Regions from separate parts of the Muntiacus reevesi genome. Here region 1 is linked to region 2. Evidence: chromatin contacts called from public Hi-C data. All regions are on one chromosome and are shown on one strand. The core of a region is the stretch at or near the end of the contact, and the rest is flanking DNA. Distances in the headings are between cores, read along the strand shown. Region 1 holds the start of ATP5MK (ATP synthase membrane subunit k). Region 2 holds the start of CNNM2 (cyclin and CBS domain divalent metal cation transport mediator 2).

Region 1 (4,776 bases), core at 229-2,728, 420 kb before region 2:
GCTGGTCTAGTGGTTAACGATCCTCCTGGCAATGCAGGGGACACCATTTAGAGCCCTGGATCCAGGAAGATTCCACATCCCATGAACAACTAAGTCCATGCACTACAACTACTGAAGCCGCAGCACTGCAGAGCCTGTTCTCCACAACAAGAGAAGCCACCACAATGAGAAGCCCCTGCTCACCACAACTAGAGAAAGCCTGCAGAAACAAAGACTCAGTGCAGCCAAATAATACATAATTTAAAAAATATTTAAAACTGCTCACAAGCTTGCTCGTCTTTCTTTGAAGAACTGTTCAACTAGATCACAAGGTGAATAAAGCATAATAATTGGAATTAAATTTTAAAAGACAGGTTGAGCTCTCTGTGTCAGATCTTTCATTGGGTGTGAGTAAATTAACTTTTACTTGGGCAAGTTAGATCCTTAAGAAAAGGAAAAGACAGAACAGTAACCAAAACAAATATATACTGCAGGCTATAGCCTGGACAAGGAGACAGGACTGAAGCTTCGAAGGTAAACCGACTGCGTGCTAAGCCACTTTGGTTCTGTCGACTTTTCGCGACTCTACAGACTGTAGCCCGCTATGCTCCTCAGTTCATGGGATTCTCCAGGCAAGAATCCGGAATGGGCTGCCATTTCTTCCTTCAAGGGAATCTTCCCAACCCAGGGATCGAACCTGCCTCTCTTCTGTTTCCTGCATTGGCAGGCGGGTTCTTTACCGTTAGCGCCACAAGGAGATAGAACTGAAGGAAGGTACATACCGGGTAGGGTTCAACTGCACTACAACAGAGAAATAACGAGAACCAGAACTAGGTTTAAGTGAGAACAGGAGGAGGTTCTGAGAGACACCTGGGAATAGGAATCTAAAAAGGCTTGATACTGTGGAAGAGGTGAGGACCTAGAGGGAGCCTAGGAAGGAGTTGGAGTAAAGAATGGCTATATTTCGTTAAAAAAAAAAAAAAAACAGGACAAAGCAATGCGGTCTAGTTTACTAGGAATTTGACCCTTAATTTCACTTCACAGAAGGGGAAACTGAAACTTCAAAGAGTAAAGTGACCCTGCGACAAAGGGATCCGAGCTACTTCCTAGGAACATAACCTGACGTTACAGGGACCACTCCAGCAGAGCCGGCTTCTGACGTTGAATGCGGTGGCCTAACCACTCACCCGGCACTGCGGGTGCATGGCAGGGATCCAAAGCATCTAGTCCTGGGACAGACCTGGAAACCACGAAGTTTCCACCCTTGTCGCTTTTGCCCCCACTCACCAGCCCCGGGACGCCAGCACTTCCACTTCAGAGGCCGCGCCACTGTAATCACACACGCGGAGACTGGTACACCCGCAGGCTAACGCTGCTCTTCCGGAACCGTGGGCGGGCTCAATGCCCTATTTCCGTTACCATACTGGATCCAGTTCTACAGGGAGGGGGAGGAGATTTAGAGACAGGAAACGGAAGGGCGGGGCTTATAAAGGTAGCCAATCAACGCAGAGGGCCGAACACTTCAGGCCCGTTTAACGTGTGAGGGGGAGGTGGTGTCTTCCGGCGGGGTCGAGGGGCAGCGGTGTACGGTGAAGGACATAGGCCGTGGAGTTTGAACCCCCTGAAAGGTGAGTGTGGAGGGGAACATGGATTTAGACCACGCGCCTCCGCTCTGTGGGGCCGGCCTGAAATCAGACTGTCTCCTGGTCCAGGCACACCGCGAGGCCTTCGCTGTGGTGGGGGCTGGCGGAGAGTGGTGGTAAATAGAAAAGGAATTAGAGAAAATGAAGGCCGGTCGTGAGGGTTCGGACAGTGATTGGGAAGCCTGGGCGCGAGGCTCCTAAAGGCCCTTAGAATGTATTTTCCAGTGGAGAAAAGGAGGCCTGCAGGGAAGGGAGGCTCCTCCAAGGTCACTCAGTGACGTATTATTGGATCAGAACGGACTTACGACCCCAGCTCTCGTCTTAGTAACCTCTCTTCCACTGTATGCCCAAAGCAGTTTGTTTCCACCGAGCTATGCGTAGGAAGCTGTCCAGCCAGGTCTCCTTTAGCTGAGCTGCAGCCTTTGTCCGGCGAGAGTGAGTGTGGCCCGGCCCCGGGTAAGCGGGTTAGATATCTATCTGTGTTCGGTCGGCGGGAAGCCCTTTCACTAATAGTAGCTAGAACAGAGAGCTATAAACTCCTTGTACCAGAGGCAGCTTCTGGTACCTGAGCGGCTGTCTCTTGTGTTTGACTCTTTTCCCGCGAGATCTCACCATCTCGGGTAGGTGTCCGGTCAGACCGACCAGCAGTACCGAGAAACAGAAAGCGAGGGTAGTGGGTCACTTTTGGCCTTTTCTGAAGTGCCCATTTTACAGGTGAAGAGAGGCATGTAAAGATTAATTATATTTAAAAGTAGTTCGCCGCGCAGTTAGAAACAAGCGAAGAACCCATGGCTTAGACTTTGCCATAGGCTACAGTTTAACAATTTGTACGGTTCTGTTTAATCTTAGGTATTTTTCATTCATGTCTTTCTAAACTGATGTATATATAACTCAAAAGGAAAGCAAGTTTCGGTTTAATTATTCCACAAAGTACACTTAACACAAGGATTCCTGATCTTTGTCCAAAAGTTACCTGAAGTTTGCTGAGGATACTAACCGAAGTGCTTACTGGGTTTGCTGCAGTTGTTCAGCGGCAGCATCTCACTTCCCCTTCCATCTCAGTGTTTTTCGAATCTCGACTAAATTGCCACTGGTAAACTGTGCCTTCCTACAGTCAGAATTAGTCCTCTGTGGAATATTGCAGACATCAGCCTTCCTTCTGTATTGTATAGAGGGAGATTTAAGGCACCTTAAGATTGTTTCAGTTGGATACCACATTCTTCGGAAAATGTTTGTTAGACACAAGTTAGTCCTGTAGGATTTTTCCTAGAAACCTGTTTGATACTATTAAGGATCCAAAAATCAGTCCTGAAGATGAATGGGAAAGCATGTCTTTAATAAGTTTACTAAAACCTTTACTATAAAAGCCATATCATAAAAGTTTCTTTTAATGGAGATTTTCCTACTTGGGCTGGACTGGCCTAGGCCTCTAAGGTGACCCAAGGAAGTTTGGAATCCTCCATTGCTACAAGAACCTTCTTGAAACTGTTCACAATTAAGGTCATTTGTCAAGGTTTTCATTGCCAATTCTATGCTTGTGAATGCCCCTGAAGGCCTTTGAATGGAAAACTGTAGAGTGCCGGTTTCCATAGCAGCAGCTTCCTCACAGGTTTCCCCTGAGTCTGTCTCATCATCAAGAGTCGGCTGAGTCACTGCCACTGCCTACCAATCTCGACCGGACCTCGACCGGCTCGTCTATATTGCCAATCGACTCGGCGTGGCGTCGGTCGTGGTAGATAGGCGGTCATACAGACGAGTTTTCGAGTGTTGCTCTGGTGACCTTTGATGTGCCTTTATAAAAGAAATACATGCCTTTGTGAAATACATAGGCTCTATAGATGTAATCCTCTTTTCAAGCCTGCTGTATATTCAAGGGTTTTTTCCCCCTATATAATTACTAATAAGAGTTTGGTTTTCTGTTACTGCAATGTTTTTCAAACTTTAACATACATCGGAATCACCTAGACTGCATATTAAAACAGATTGCTGGGCCCCAGAGTTTCTGATTCAAAAGGCCTAAGAATTTGCATTTCCAATAAGTTTCCATGGATGCTGACAGTGTAGGGACCAAACTTTGAGAACCTTTGATATGCTCTATAATGCCCAGAAATAGGAACTTTTAATATTGCAAGGGAACATCTTTTCATGTCTGTATTTAAAGATCTCCATGCATTGTTTCCTCCCATGGGAACATCATTTATCAGTTTCCTGTAAATGCACTTGTAGTTATTTCCATAAACTGTATTTCAGTTACCATCCTTGAACCATACTACATGTTTCCACTTTATAATGTTTCTATATAAGGATAAATTCCTGGTGAACAAATTGAACCAACTAGATAAAAGGATAAACTATACCCTGTCATAATTCAGTAGATATTACAGAATTGCATTTTAGGAAGGTTGTACTCACTCCAGTTTACACTCCCTCCAGGCAGCAGAGACTGCTTATTTTCCCACATTCCCACTACTGCTGCTTATTACGATAAATTTATCTTTGCAGTCTGATGGTTAAATACTTGTCTCATTTCATATTTCCTTCACTGATCATGAGGTTATCTGTGTTTCTTCAGCCACCTTTGTATTTTCCCTTCCTTAAGATGATTAAAATGTTTGCCCATGTATTCTTCAGATATTTTGGTTTCACTTTTTACCTTTACATGTTTTCATCTATTTTTGGTGTAAGGAGTAAGGATTTTAGCTTCCCCTCCACCACCAATAGTTAGTGTGTATTAATTCCATTTGGTAATAAATAATCCTGTCTCCTCCTTCCCATGGAGGTCCTAAATTATTTATAGGAAAAACTCTAAAAAGTGGTGTTGCAAGGTGAGCTATTCAGTTAGTTGTTTTGGTTGTTAACCCTCTGAGAGACTTTGAAAAGTGTCACAAGCTCTAACTTTCAACTAGTCTTAAAACTGATGGAATTCCATGTACAGTGTGCTATGATATATAGATAGAGCCAGGAATGAAAACATCATCCTATTTTGGGTCAGAAGATGGAGTTAGAGACTACTGTGTTCTGTGTGTTATTTGATGTACATTCTGGAATGTTGTGTGATAGCGACCAAGACAAAAGTCCTCCTTCCAAATTCTTAGCAGTGTTTTTTCCACCATTTTGCTACTGATTTGTTGGGTGAGGCATACTTAAAATTTAC
Region 2 (4,930 bases), core at 2,342-4,841:
GCAAGGGGCAGAACTAAATTCTCAAAGAAAGAAAATAAAAGATTCAGAAGTGAAGAGAAGATTTCAGCAGGGTGTACACACCAGTCCTACCAATCCATCAGCAGATATGCAAAAATTCTGAATAATAAAAAAAAATAGAATATATTATCTCTATCAATATTGGGAAATTTAGCAACAAAAGGAAAATAAAGTATTTTAAAGCCATTTTCAAGCATTTGAAGACATTTTTCTGTATTCCACATTCTACTGCAAAATGAAAAAAGAGACTGGTTAGATGCTCTAATTAACAATTTAGTAGTGAAAGAATAATGCCATCTCCAAAGAAGCTCTGTCACCTAGAGATAATGGACATTTTCTTTTTACTGTTTAAGAATCCAGAAGAATCTCCTTCTGCTTTTAAATGCAAATTACCCCATCTCTGAAGCGCATTCTGCTCTATCTGAAAATTACTGCAGTGTGATCCTGTTCCAGAGAGGACAGCATTCAGGGAGGAAAATGGAATTAGGACAACTGCACACCCTATGTTCATATCATCACAGCCATCGAGCTGTCACCACTTACACATGGCCTTTTTCAGTGGAGAGACCACTCTCAGTGATCAAAATTCTATTGGAAGAACGAAAAGTTAGTTTTGAGGACTATGGGTTCATTAAAAGGTTACATACACATTCTAATACATGAACATGCACCCGCACCATAACAATTTAAAAATTCAGTATCAAGAACTTGGCTGTCAACTAATAAAGCTAGCATTTTTCAAGTCTGAATTTCAGTGATAACAGTATGCGTTGCCCTTTCATTACATGGTAAAACAAACAGAAAATACCACTATGCGAGAAAGGTGAGTATAGCACCCTCTGTACTTCTCTTTCCTGGTGAAACTCCCTGGAACAGTGAACAATGACTCGCAGACATACTTCCATTTAACATACCAGGTGATCAAGGTTAAAAAGAACACTTTTAAACCAGAAAGTCTCAAGAAATAGATAAACCATATAGAGGAATTAATCCCATTGTTAAAGATCCACGCTTTCTGCCAAAACCACACTTGGTTTGGGAAATTTTATTTGTTGTCAGGTAAGTGTAAACAAACAGTGAAGAAAGCTAAGCAATATAGAGCCTCATAAAAGGTTACCTTAGCTCTAGTTTTCCCAAGTTATATGTTAACAAATAGCGTTAGTTTTAAATAAAAACAACAAAAACAACAACAAAACACCTCTTTTCCAGCTAAGGCAAGTCAACCAAATGAGTGATTTTCTTTAGTGATACCTGGCTTATCCCATACCCTGTTCTCAAAAGCAGCCCTAATCTCTCCCACAGGTCACCAGACAACCAGGAACCGAAACAACTGAAAATGCACTTCCAGTCTCGGAAATATCAACTCATTGCTCTGGGTTCAGAAAAGCCATTTAAACGTTCTCCAAATGCCTGAGATTAGTACACGGCAACCAAATGGCACAGCATGGCATCAGCGGGTCTCTTTTTTCATCTACCCACTCAGAATCCCGCAATGAATGCAGCAGATCTCTCAAGGCCAGAGTGCAGGGGGTAAGAGTACCATGCGCAGAAAATAGGAAGCCTGCTTTATGATAGAGGGGGAAGCAAGCCAGGGCAGTCTTGTTTCAAAGAACCTAGAAGCGCTTACTAGTTCAATCCACCCCCAAATCCATGCCACCCTTTCAACTTTACAATTAAAAGAGAGGAGAAATTCCGGTCAACTCGCCTTGGGGGGTTGGTCTGAGGGAAGAGGACTCAAGTAGGGAGGAGGATGGAGTGAGAAAGAGCAAGCCAATGAAAGGATACCAAAATTTTCCCACCTTTCTTAAATTCTTCCAGCATAGCGTCCAACTTGGTGTCATTGAAAACAAAGTGCAAGGGGTGGTTATAAAATTTCGTGATGGTTTTCAGGGGAGTGCAGTCATCCGGATCCACGAAGGCCAAGTCTTTGACGAAGAGGAGGTCCACGATGTTGGAGCGTTCCCCCTCAAACACTGGAATCCGAGTGTAGCCGCTCTCCATGATCTCCGACATGGTGTTGAAGTCCAGAATGGCTTCCCCGGCGATCATGAAGCAGTCCCGGAGGGGCGTCATCACGTCCTCCACCGTCTTGGTGCGGAGCTCCAGCGCGCCTTGGATGATATTCAGCTCCTCCTTCACCAGGTCGTTGTAGGGGTCTGTGACCCGGAGCATCTCGAGCAGCTTTTCCCGGTTATAGACGGTGCCTATCTCCTGGCCCAGGACGCAGTCCAGCAGCTTGCTGACCGGGTAAGAAGCGGGAAAGGTCATCATCATGAAAAACTTGGTGAGGAAGATGGTGTTGGCTCCCACCGCCAGGCCGTGGCGGGAGCATATGGCCTGGGGCACGATCTCCCCGAAGATGACGATGCCGATGGTGGAGACCACCACCGCCACGAGGCCTGAGCCAGCGATGTCGTCGAGCAGGATGGTGAGCGTGGTGTTGACCAGCACGTTGCCCAGCAGCAGCGAGCACAGCAGGTAGTTGCCCTGCCTGCGCACGGGCTCGATGCGCTTGGCGTAATTCTTCTCCTTCTCCGTGCCGCAGTTCTGCACGATGCGCAGCTCCATCGGGTCTAGGGCCATGAGTCCAAGGTTGAGGCCGCTGAACATGCCCGACAGGCACAGAAGCAGCGAAATGAAGATCACCTGCAGCCAGAAGGGCAGCAGGAACTTCTTTTCCTCCCCCACGATCATCTTGGTGTCCTCGCCATCGTGATAAATCCAGGTGGTCTCGGCCCACGGGGGCGGCGGGAGCCCGGCCACCCCGGAGCCGCCCTTGCCCCCGACGGCGCCACCCGCGGACCCCGAGCCGCCGGCGCCTAGTGCTGGCGTGGAGAGCGACGTGCACAGGTAATAGGACTTGCTCTTCTCCATCTTACGCAGCGGTTTGATCTCTATCTCAATGATGCCCGATGTACGGCGGTTGAGAATGATATGGGGCAAGATGATGATATCTGATGTGCGGATGCCGCAGCGCTGGGGGCCGCTGTCCGGCTCCGGCGGCGCGGGTCCACCCAGCCCGCGCTCGCCGGGGCTGTGGCGCTGCCGCTCATGCTCTGTGAAAGCAATGCGGGACCATGTCTCGTTGTTGATGTTCTGCCCGTACACCCGCAGCTTGACCCGGGTCCGCTCGCTCACCCGCAGCGCCCCCCCTTCCATGAACGACACGTCGTTCGTGTCCTCCAGCCGCAACCCGATGATCACCGTCTCTTCGTTCTCGCCCACCGCCGTGCAGCCGCCCGCGCCGCAGCAGCAGCTCAGTAGTAGCAATGGCAGCAGCCTCCCCGCCGCCGCCTGCAGGACCCCCCGGCCGCGGGCGCTGAAGCTGCGGCGCGCCGCCATCTTCCAAGAGGGCAGTGCGGCGGCTGCCTGCCCGCCCGCCATCTTTACTTCGGGTTCACAAGAGCCACAGCCAATCATAGGGTGGCTGCTCCAGCTGCGGCTTCATCCTTCTCAGCCGGCGGCGCGAGCGCAGGCATCGGCCCGCGGGGCGAGATTGCAATGCTGTGTTCGAACCCACTGCTCAGCAACCCGCCTCCCTGACTGACACTGACTCGGCCTGGGCCAGCACCGAGACCTCGAGGCTAGCGGGAGGGGGGAGAGGGTGGGGGGAGTGCCAGCGGCTGCAGCAAGAGTCAGGCCGACCAGCCAATCACCAGCAGGTGCCCGCCCTCCCAGCCAGGGGGCTGGAATGGGGGCGTGGCCGTGAGCGGCGCCGCGAGCCAATGGCAAGATAAGTGGGTGGGGAGACGAGGGACAGCGTCCTCCTCTGCTCTCCAAGTTTCCAACTGAAAGGCGCGTGACTCTTGTGTATGTGCGAGGGGAGGAGGTGTGGCCAGCCCCGGCTCAAGAGCCAGTCACAGATGAGAGCCGAACGAAAAGGGGCGGAGCCCCCCGTCCCGGCCGCCAATGCACAGGGGCCTTCTGCGAGCCTGACGCCCCGGGGGGGACTCGGTAGTACCCCTGTCCCTAGGTTGGCACGCTGGACCAATGTCCTGTGCCCCGAGGCGGCCGGTTCTCGCCGCGCCACGCTGCCGGCTCCCGCGTGCTCAGTGACCGTGCAGAGGTCTGCGCTTTCCTGACCCAAGACGCACATCAGCCTAAAATGCGCCCCTTTTCTTTACTCCTGCGCGCCTCTCCGCTCGGGATGAGCGGTGGCCGGTGGGCCCAATACCACATCTACGCGCTCCTCTGGAGCCGCTCGCTTATCCCTAAGGGACAGACGGCCTCTGCAGCTCACGGTCAGGGAGCGCCACCTGCCGGTAGCATTGGCTCCCTGCAATGCTTTCCAGGTACGCTGCAAACCCAAAAAGGTATTCTGGCAGTTCCCCATCTTCCAAGTTATAAGAATCCCTTCACTTTCTTACTGAAAAAAAATATATTCCCTGGCCCCATTCCATACTTACTGGATGGGTAGGACTTAGGAATCTATTCCTAGTAGGCACTCGGGAAAATCTGGGAAATGGGAGGGGGCGGACATCCTAAGCAGACCCATAAAGTCTCATTCTTAAACACACTGATCAAACCCTGCTAGGTTCATTGGTGGCTCAGGAGAAAAAAATTCTGAAGACCAAGGACTCCCAAGCCCACTCTGGACTCCCAAGCCTACTCTGTATCTGGAGGAAACAGAGTTGCCAAATTGGTTTTTTTTCTTGCAACTTAAACATCCCCCAAAAATAATTATTTCCGTTTTTTTAATGCTGCAAGCACATTTTCCTTTCTGTAAAATTTTTATTAATTTCTAATAGATATAACTGCAAGGGCCTCCTCACTGTTCTATCGTCTTCTACACCTGTCCCCTTCCCTTCTCAACCCACCAGCCAGAGTAGTTTTGTTAAATAAGCCACTGTCCCTTCTTTGTGTGAAACCCTACTCTGGCTTTCCAACTCATCACAGTAAAAGCCACTGGCAG

The links. Hi-C and Micro-C count contacts between places; a contact is called where the count stands out from the background.
Region 1: a Hi-C map of muscle shows a contact between it and region 2, with 7 times the contacts expected there. The contact joins the promoter of ATP5MK here to the promoter of CNNM2 in region 2. A contact is called at or near these places in 2 of 3 Hi-C or Micro-C datasets (blood and muscle).

What each region holds. Positions count from the first base shown.
Region 1 is chr2:146,478,506-146,483,281 of mMunRee1.1, reverse strand. ATP5MK (ATP synthase membrane subunit k) reads left to right here and starts at 1,478. Exons shown (of 4, transcript XM_065923251.1): 1 at 1,478-1,607. It overlaps PDCD11 (programmed cell death 11), which reads right to left and starts at 1,364. Exons shown (of 36, transcript XM_065923254.1): 1 at 1,267-1,364.
Region 2 is chr2:146,064,889-146,069,818 of mMunRee1.1, reverse strand. It overlaps CNNM2 (cyclin and CBS domain divalent metal cation transport mediator 2), which reads right to left and starts at 3,591. Exons shown (of 7, transcript XM_065923238.1): 1 at 1,818-3,591. The coding sequence starts at 3,438.